Regions from separate parts of the Zea mays genome. Here region 2 is linked to region 1. Evidence: chromatin contacts called from public Hi-C data. All regions are on one chromosome and are shown on one strand. Each heading gives the region's core, a stretch centred on a gene start, on an enhancer-like site or on the middle of the called end of the contact. The rest is flanking DNA. Distances are from core to core; before and after follow the strand shown.

The links. Hi-C and Micro-C count contacts between places; a contact is called where the count stands out from the background.
Region 2: a contact with region 1 is called in a Hi-C map of ear, with 2.1 times the contacts expected there. The contact joins the promoter of LOC542044 here to the promoter of LOC100282520 in region 1. A contact is called at or near these places in 2 of 25 Hi-C or Micro-C datasets (ear and tassel).

What each region holds. Positions count from the first base shown.
Region 1 is chr5:217,624,562-217,628,698 of Zm-B73-REFERENCE-NAM-5.0, reverse strand. It overlaps LOC100282520 (ER6 protein), which reads left to right and starts at 2,270. Exons shown (of 4, transcript NM_001397638.1): 1 at 2,270-2,574; 2 at 2,703-2,806; 3 at 2,896-3,014. The coding sequence starts at 2,385.
Region 2 is chr5:217,886,010-217,890,146 of Zm-B73-REFERENCE-NAM-5.0, reverse strand. LOC542044 (m26 protein) reads right to left here and starts at 2,351. Exons shown (of 8, transcript NM_001111684.2): 1 at 1,939-2,351. The coding sequence starts at 2,120.

The sequences.
Region 1 (4,137 bases), core at 1,021-3,520:
GATTATTGACATTATAAAACACGATATGTTCGGTTTCGTTGAAATAGAGGCGTTTACGGGGATTCGACGATGTGGAAATATATAGAACACGTAGCCATTAGAATAGACTCATAATCTATTTTAAGCGCAGAGAAGAGCCATTAAGCACCTGGAAGTGACGTCGTCACCTTACCGTTGCCTTGAGCTCATTCGGCGGCCGATGCCTTGGAGCTAGGGCTACATGGAACTGAAGCAGAGGAGATAGCTACCGAGTGGGTGAAGCAAGCCAGGAAACACGCTATTGCGGAGCAGACACTTGCTCTCCTTCGCGCTTGTGCTTCTTCAACCACGTTCTCGTGATATTGACAACCATTTCCCCTTTCTTTTCTTCGACTGGATTTACCGGTACTCCTTGCAACCGCATATTTTTTTCCCCAGACCATGCTGCAAATGCGTGGATGGTGAGCGAGAAGACTAGATACAAAACTGTATGAGCAACTCGGTCTCAAAGTGGGCTCCTTCCTAGTTTTCCTCCTGTAAACAGACCTAATAAGTTATGGCGTTCTGCCCTGTATCTACTTGTTGTTCTTAACATTTTAGTGGCCAGTTAAAGCAATGTTTTTGGATCCAATTGCTGAAGGATTCTTTGTATATGTAGTCATGTACAGTTCAACAAGGGGTCAGTGGACACTAGACATTATTCAATCGATTCGTTCAAGACGCGATGCAGCAGGCAGATTGATCAAGGAGAAGAACAATGGGGAACGGTTGCTTTTACCTTGAGGTAGATATCAATGGCGCGATAGAGGCCGTCGTCGATCGCCCGGGCGTAGTCTGGGACGAGCGCGGCGATGGTTTGGAACTTGGAGGGCTTGAGGTTGGCGTCCGTCCCGACCTCCGCGAGGTACCCGTCGACTAGCTTGCCTACCGAGCTGACTGGCTTGAGCTCGACCGGCGGAGCGTCGACCAGCTGTCTCTCGTCCGTGGTCTCCAGCGGCGGCGGCGGCACCAGCACTGACGGGAGCGAACGGACACTGACAGAGGAGGATTAATGGTTCTTCTTAATGGCTAAGAAAGATTATAAGTCCATTTCAGCTGTTACACATCCTGTGTATTTCTATATCGTCGAATCCCTGCTTAAGGCCTCCGTTTCGACAAAACTGAATGTGCTGTGTTTTATATGCAGGGATGTTCCTAAAACATCCGATTTGTATCACAAATCTAATATTTTAGCATAGATATACATATAATTTAAAACTAATTTTTGACAATGTTATGAAGAATATTATGAAGTATTTAAATAAATTTTTGTATATTTTTTTATGTATATTATTTTCTCCCTACAACAAAAAAGTGAAAAAACATCTGAATCCGTATTCGGATAGACATCCGAATTTTATATCAATTATTTAAAAATATCTAGAACGAATTTAATGTTTATTTTTTGTGAAGATTAATAGCCTCAATGCTAAAAATAAGAATATAAATTTACATAGCAAATTCTATATGTTATTTGTTCACAATCGAAGAAAGAAGACCAAAAAAATGACATCCGAATAAATATCCGGATCCATCCCTATTTATATGCCCTGTTTGGCGAGGACATATCCTGTGCAATCACTCATTTTGGTGCAAGCGTGCAATCAAACTATCCAGAGCATCCAGTCTAGATCCAACGGTTTCATATGGAAGTGGTTAAATGTAAGGGAACGTATCTGGTGCTCAAAGGGGTACGGTGCTCATGTGCACATTTAAAATCTGGTGCATCCATCTTGTATTTAACGGCACCAGCTAATTTTACGAAGAACCCTTCCCACCAGGGGAGGAAGGTGGAAGGGGTGCTTCATAAAATTGGTGCTGCTGTTAGATGCGAAATGAATGCACCAGATTTAAAATGTGCACATGAGCACCGTACCCCTTTGAGCATCAGATACGTTCCCTAAATGTAAAATAGACACTAGGTTTCAGGTGAAAGGGGTTAAATGTAAAATAACAGTTACCATTAGATCTAGATCGGATGCACCAGATCGCTTCATTGCATGCTTGCACCAGAATAAGTGATTGCATAGGATATTTTCCTCTGTTTGGCACAACTGCTGTTTATTGAAAAAACAGCTTATTTAATAAGTTGTTGAAAAACAGCTTCTGTTTGTTGGCTGAAACAGCTAAACTGATAAGCTGCTCAAGAAGCTATCTATTTAGGATAACTTCTCCTTAAATTTGTGAAGAAACATAAGCTATGCCAAACAGGATCATAATGGAAAAAATCTTGGAGGCTGCACGTGCAGCACGCAACTTGACCGATCCATCGCCGCATCGCGGACCTCGACCCCGCCCTCACTGAGCTAGGAGCAGACGAGGCTTGAGAACGAGCGACGGAGACCTAGCCGAAGCAGGAGCTCCCCATGGCGACCGGCAACCTGGCGAGCGTGGTGGTGGCTGTAGACGGCAGCGAGGAGAGCATGAACGCGCTGCAGTGGGCGCTCGACAACCTCCGCCTGCGCCCCGACGGCGAGCTCGTCGTGCTGCACGTCCAGCCGCCGCCCAACATCGCCGCGGGACTCAACCCGGCGCCCATCCCCTTCGGCGGCCCCAGTAAGCGAATCAATCCTGTCTCCCCGTGCTCTCTCGTTACAGTGGCTCTTGTCCATCTGGTCCGGGACCGGGCTTGACGGGTGTTCCTGGGGCGGCGTCGATCAACGCTGGTTATTTGCCTTCATCAGGCGGGTTGGAGGTGCCGGCGTTCACGCAGGCCATCGAGGCGCACCAGCGGCGCATAACGCAGGCGATCCTGGAGCACGCCCTGAAGATTTGTTCCGATAAGAATGTAGGGGGAAGCGAGGACCGACCTGTTCTTCAATTTTTATTCTTGCCCCTTTTCCGGTCTAACCGATTTGGGATTGTTTCTCGATGAAGGTGGAGGTGAAGACGGAGGTGGTGGTCGGGGACCCCAAGGAGAAAATCTGCGAGATTGCGGCCAACCGCAAGGCCGATCTGCTCGTCATGGGCTGCCGTGCCATTGGGCCGCTAAAGAGGTAGAAACAGAGATCTGTCTTGTGCTTTGCTTACCTAAAGCTACTGCGGATTTCAATTCGATGCCACGATAAAAAACTGACACACTTCGTAGTGGAAGCAGAGTGAATCTAGTCTCCATTTTGTACTAGAGTGTAAGCCAAAAAAAAACCTGCTTCCCGCCGCTCTCAATCTGCTTCCCACTCTCCAACCTCTTAAAGAATCACTTCACATATTGTTTGCCAAATGTTTTTCATCAAATAGATTCACTCCTGCTAGATAATCACTCGAAATCACTCTAGGAGTATCAGCTCTTGGAGCTAGAGAATAGTGGAACGAAGCTCTACCAAACAGGCCCAAAGTACTCAAGCAAGTCGTTTTGACGTCGGCAGGTTTAGCACTACATTTTGCTATAAAATATTTATAAATTATAGTCATTATATACTTTTATAAAACTATTTTCGAGATGGATCAACTTACATCACTTTTATAATTTTAAACTCAATCCAAAAGAATTATTTTAATCAAAGTTTAAAAGTTCGATGTAAGACAACCTTAACAACTCGTTTTACGGAACCAAAGGGAATGCTAGATAGATGATGGTGTGCACTTTTAAGCAACAACGTTGAATAAAGAGCTGGCTGGAATTTTTTTAGTCAAAGTTTAAAATATTTAACTAAATACAACCTTAAAAATGACTTTGCTTTAGGGAACTACAGGTAGTAGTAGATAGATGAAGGTGTGCACCTTTAAGCAACAACATTGAATGAAGAGCTGGCTGGAAATTTTTTAGTCAAAGTTTAAAATATTTGACTTAAGACAATCTTAAAATGACTTGCTTTGGGGAACTAGAGGGAGTAGTAGATAGATGATGGTGTGCACTTTAAGCAACAACATTGAATAAAGAGCTGGCTGGACAACCTGAGGCCAGTCACGGTGGAAACCGTGCAGAAGCTCACATGAATCTTTTATCATCTCTGTTTTCATCAATACAATACTGTTGACGCCTTTTCGGAGCGCCAATTACTCAAGAGAACCAGCGGCGGTGCTCTTCTGCAAGGGGCGGACGGTCCGCGCGCGGGGGCCGGACGGTCCGCGGCCTGGTGCGAGGCGGCGGTACTTTCTGGTCAGGCGCGGACGGTCCGC
Region 2 (4,137 bases), core at 1,102-3,601, 260 kb before region 1:
TTAGCATGTTACAGCCTAAACTAAACATAACCATGCAATTGCTAGTCTAATTGATTCTTCTCTGAAATTTTGAAGGCTCCAAATTCAGCGAAGCAAAGTATCATGGCTTGCAGGCTAATCAATTGATGCTAACTAAAAAACTTAAGATAAAAACATCGGTAGCAAAGGAAAGTGATTCTAAGTATTAACAATAACATGACGCTGAAGTACAAGTGGATCGTACATGAAGCATTTCTGAAAAAGAGTGTTGCTACATGTACAACTCCAATGGTAGACTAAGATACGACCACGATCACCTAATGAATCATGAGTCATTAGTTCAGAACAAAACCAACAACCATAGATTAACGTTGGTTGTAATCCAGCCATACAGTTGGATCATACGCATACGTGAAGCATTTCGGGGAAGATTTTTTTTCTTCTTAATGAAATGACACGTAGCTCTCATGCGTGCTTCAAAAAAAATAGCCATCTGCCCGTGTTTTACTACGATTTTTATATATTATATAAATAAGTACTGATATATTTATTTAAATATAATTATTGTTTATTTCTAAACACTAATATATGTGTGGTCAGTTGGTTAGCCCAAAATTTCTAGAGCAGAGGGACGTGGGTTCGAGTGCTAGCTCTGCACTATTTTTATATAATTATTGTTTATTTCTAAACACTAAGATACACGTGGTCTGCGTGGGCGGCGTTGGGGGTGGGCCCAGAATGTCAACGCGGAAGGTAAAGTCGTGGTATGGCTTGGCTTACTATCATTCATGTACATACAAACTAAAAGCAAATAATAGCTTCACAGTCTACCTTAGACTATCTCCAGCAGCTTTTCTATTCCACCTTATATTTTAAAGGTAACTCTATAAATAGTGCAATGCTGTCTATACTGCAAAAATAGGTTTTTGTGTGGTCATATGCAAGATATGCTGGACACAGACTTAGCCAACAGAATCTGGAGAAATTAAGTGGTATAACAAGAATTCGGCCATAACATCTAGGCAAGGCCGTAAAAATTATTACTCTGGGGAAGGCTTCCCTTTGAGCAAACATTGCCAAAAGAATCGGTGACCAACTATATATAACGTGTAAAGAGTAGCATATGATTTAACTACACAAACAATTTCAGATTAAACAACAGTAATTGCATACGATTAAACAACAGTAATTGCATACTAACCAACAGTAGGTAGCACATAATTTAGCAAGAAATACAAAGTTCTATAAGGCCAACCAACAGTCCTTTAGTTGCAGCAAGAAAGAATCGCACAAAGCACGAGACCCCTCTTTTAATCACTAGGTATTGCAACGCCACCCAGCACCACATGAAATCACAAGGACAGTCGTACGCAATTGGCAGCAGAAGTGACTTTTACCCCAACCGCGCGCAGAACTGGCAAGGTCGCACTCGCACGCTTCCAAACACAATTAACTCTACACACTGATACGCACAGCAAATAACAGGTGTCACAGTGCTGGCAGGGGCAATGGAGATGTCCAATCGGAAAAAAAAACAGGAATAAAAAATAATCTGCAAGCACACATGTGGAAACTACAGTTAGTAGAATGCAGATTAAAAATCCCCACTACTCACTACTACCATTTTCATGGACACTCAGATGCAGCAACGTGCGCGCCCTCAGACCTAACCCAGAACATCATTCCAAAAGCTTCACTTACGTGTAAAAAGTTCGATACAAAACCGATCAATAGTTCAATACTACCGCGTGGTCTCTAGGTGGAGAGGAAACCAGACGAAGCAGAAGTATCACGCGGCGGCCGGAACCCGAACCCTAGCAAGCCGGATCTTATGAGATACAACGACTCGGAAGGCGTGTGGAGGGAGGACAGCTGGTAGATCTGTGGAAACACGGCGGCGCGTGTGTGGAAGTGATGCGGGGTAGACGGGCGCGGGGAGCGTGTATACTGTATACGCACCTGGAGCTGGCGAACTGGGAGAGCTTCCCCGTGGAGGAGAAGACTATGAGCGCGACGTCGGCATCGCACAGCACGGAGAGCTCCTGGGCCTTCTTGAAGAGGCCGCGGCGGCGCTTGGAGAACGTGACCTGCCTCGCTGCCGCGCTCTCTATCCTCTTTATCTCCCGCCTCTCCCTCGCCATCCCCGCCGCCGGTCGCTCTCAGTCTCAGTCTCAGGCTCTCAGCTCCGTGGACGACGCAGACACTCGGCCGCCGAGAGGCGAAGCCCAGAGGCGACCCTCTCCAGTCCCCACTCGTCCCACGGGCCGGGCGGAGGTGGACGAGCAGCGAAGCCAACCGGCGGCGGGAGGAAGTCGTGGTTGTGATGCGGTGGGATGCGAGAGAGGAGGAGAGCGAGAGGAAAAGCCAAGGAGAGGGCCAGGGGATTTGCTCCTATTGGCAGGTCGGCGTAAATAAACCCAGCCAGGCACGGGCGCACGACCCACGCGATTACCCACATGATCCCCGCGAATAAACAAAGCATAAAAACTGTGAGAGCGGAAGCGGAAGTTGGGGGAATGGCTACGGGGCCGGCCGGCCCAGTCATTGTTTATGCTCCCCTCGTCACACGGAACGGCCGCGGCGGGGCCCAGCCAGGCGCAGGCAGTAGACGAGGGCGGCGTAGCCCGCGTAGGGATGGTGCCAAGCAGGCGGTGTTCCTGAAAAGGAAAGGGAGTGAGGGGTGGCCGGGTGAGTTGCCGGTCCAGAACAGTACAGTACAGCCTGTAGCAGGCGGCCGCGTGTGCTCGCTGCGCGGTGACGGTGCTCTCTCTCTGCTACTAGCTGGCTGGCCTGCCGTGGTTTCAGCCTCAGGCTCCTGCGCGACGTGGGAAATCAAGGAGAAAGCCGGCGGTGGTGGAGGTGTGAAGGAAGAGAAAGAAGATGCTGCTGCTGCGCCTGCGCGCGGCCGCAGATTGGGGGTGACCTTCGATTGGTGATTGGGGGTGGCCGCGTACTGCTGTAGCCGCCCGGATTCGCTGTTCCGGCCCGATTCTGTGGCGCACCGGCACCGCTGTGCAGCGCCACGCCGCGCCGCAGCGCGCCAGCGCCCCGCCGCCCCGGCCGGATCTCGCGCAGATTTCCTCTCGGCATGCGTCATCAGTGAACACTCGTCGGCAGGTTGTTGCATTGATTATTACCCTCCCCCCGCCCGCCTCCGGGGTTTCGCTCAGCTTTTGGTCTGGGTAATCATGGACACGGATGGTTTGCTTGTTCCGTTTGATTCTGGGGGCGTATGAGCGTATCGGTCAGTTCTTGACAAGTTTCGTTCTGATTCCACGTAGTGTCAGTACCAAACAACCACACCAATCGTGTATGAAAAGCAAAGTCACATCAACGTGAGATATGGTTTGGTGGTGTCTGGTGTGTGTGCATCGATAAGTCGAAACAATAAGTGGTTAGCCGATAGGGTATGTGCACATTTTTTTTATAGGACATGAGGGGCGAGCCTCTACTGAAATTTTATTAAAACTTTAAAACAACAGAGTTAGAAGCATACAGGAAGATATATTACAAAAGGATAAAATTGGCGGAATCTACTGCCAATGTTGAAGCCATTCAGAATAAAATTGGCGGCATGTGCACATTAGAGGCACCTAAACAGTTTTCTAAGTATAAGAGGTAGATAACAAAATTGTATGATATAATTCTGAACTTTTAGATCATAAAAACAGTTAAGACATAATATAAAAATGTTTCAGACTCCTCTAACCTTATAAAATTTAGTAAAGTTAGTGGAGCTAGAGTTGTGAACCTTTAAAAAACAATTAGACATGTCATTTTGTTTATTATTTTGATTAAAAAATATTTTTAAACTATTTAGTTTAAATTATAAACTACAACTCTACATTGGAGTTGGAATCTCGAGCAGTCTCAGACACTACCATATATGAAGAGTTGTATAGAGTCGGTATCTTCGTGAAATGTCTGTCTCTTGTTTTTTTCCATTTACTCCAGAGACCTGTCAAGACTCAAGAGCCTCATATTAAACGAGGGTTATATATGCCCTAAGGAGCATGAAAACAGTGTCATCTTTTTCTGTTTAGTTAGTTTAGCTAGTATTTCTACCGGCAAGAAATAATCAAGAAATAAATTGAGCGATAAAAAAGCATGAAAAATACTGCCCTCTTATATTTTCTGCTTGATTAATTTAACCAATAT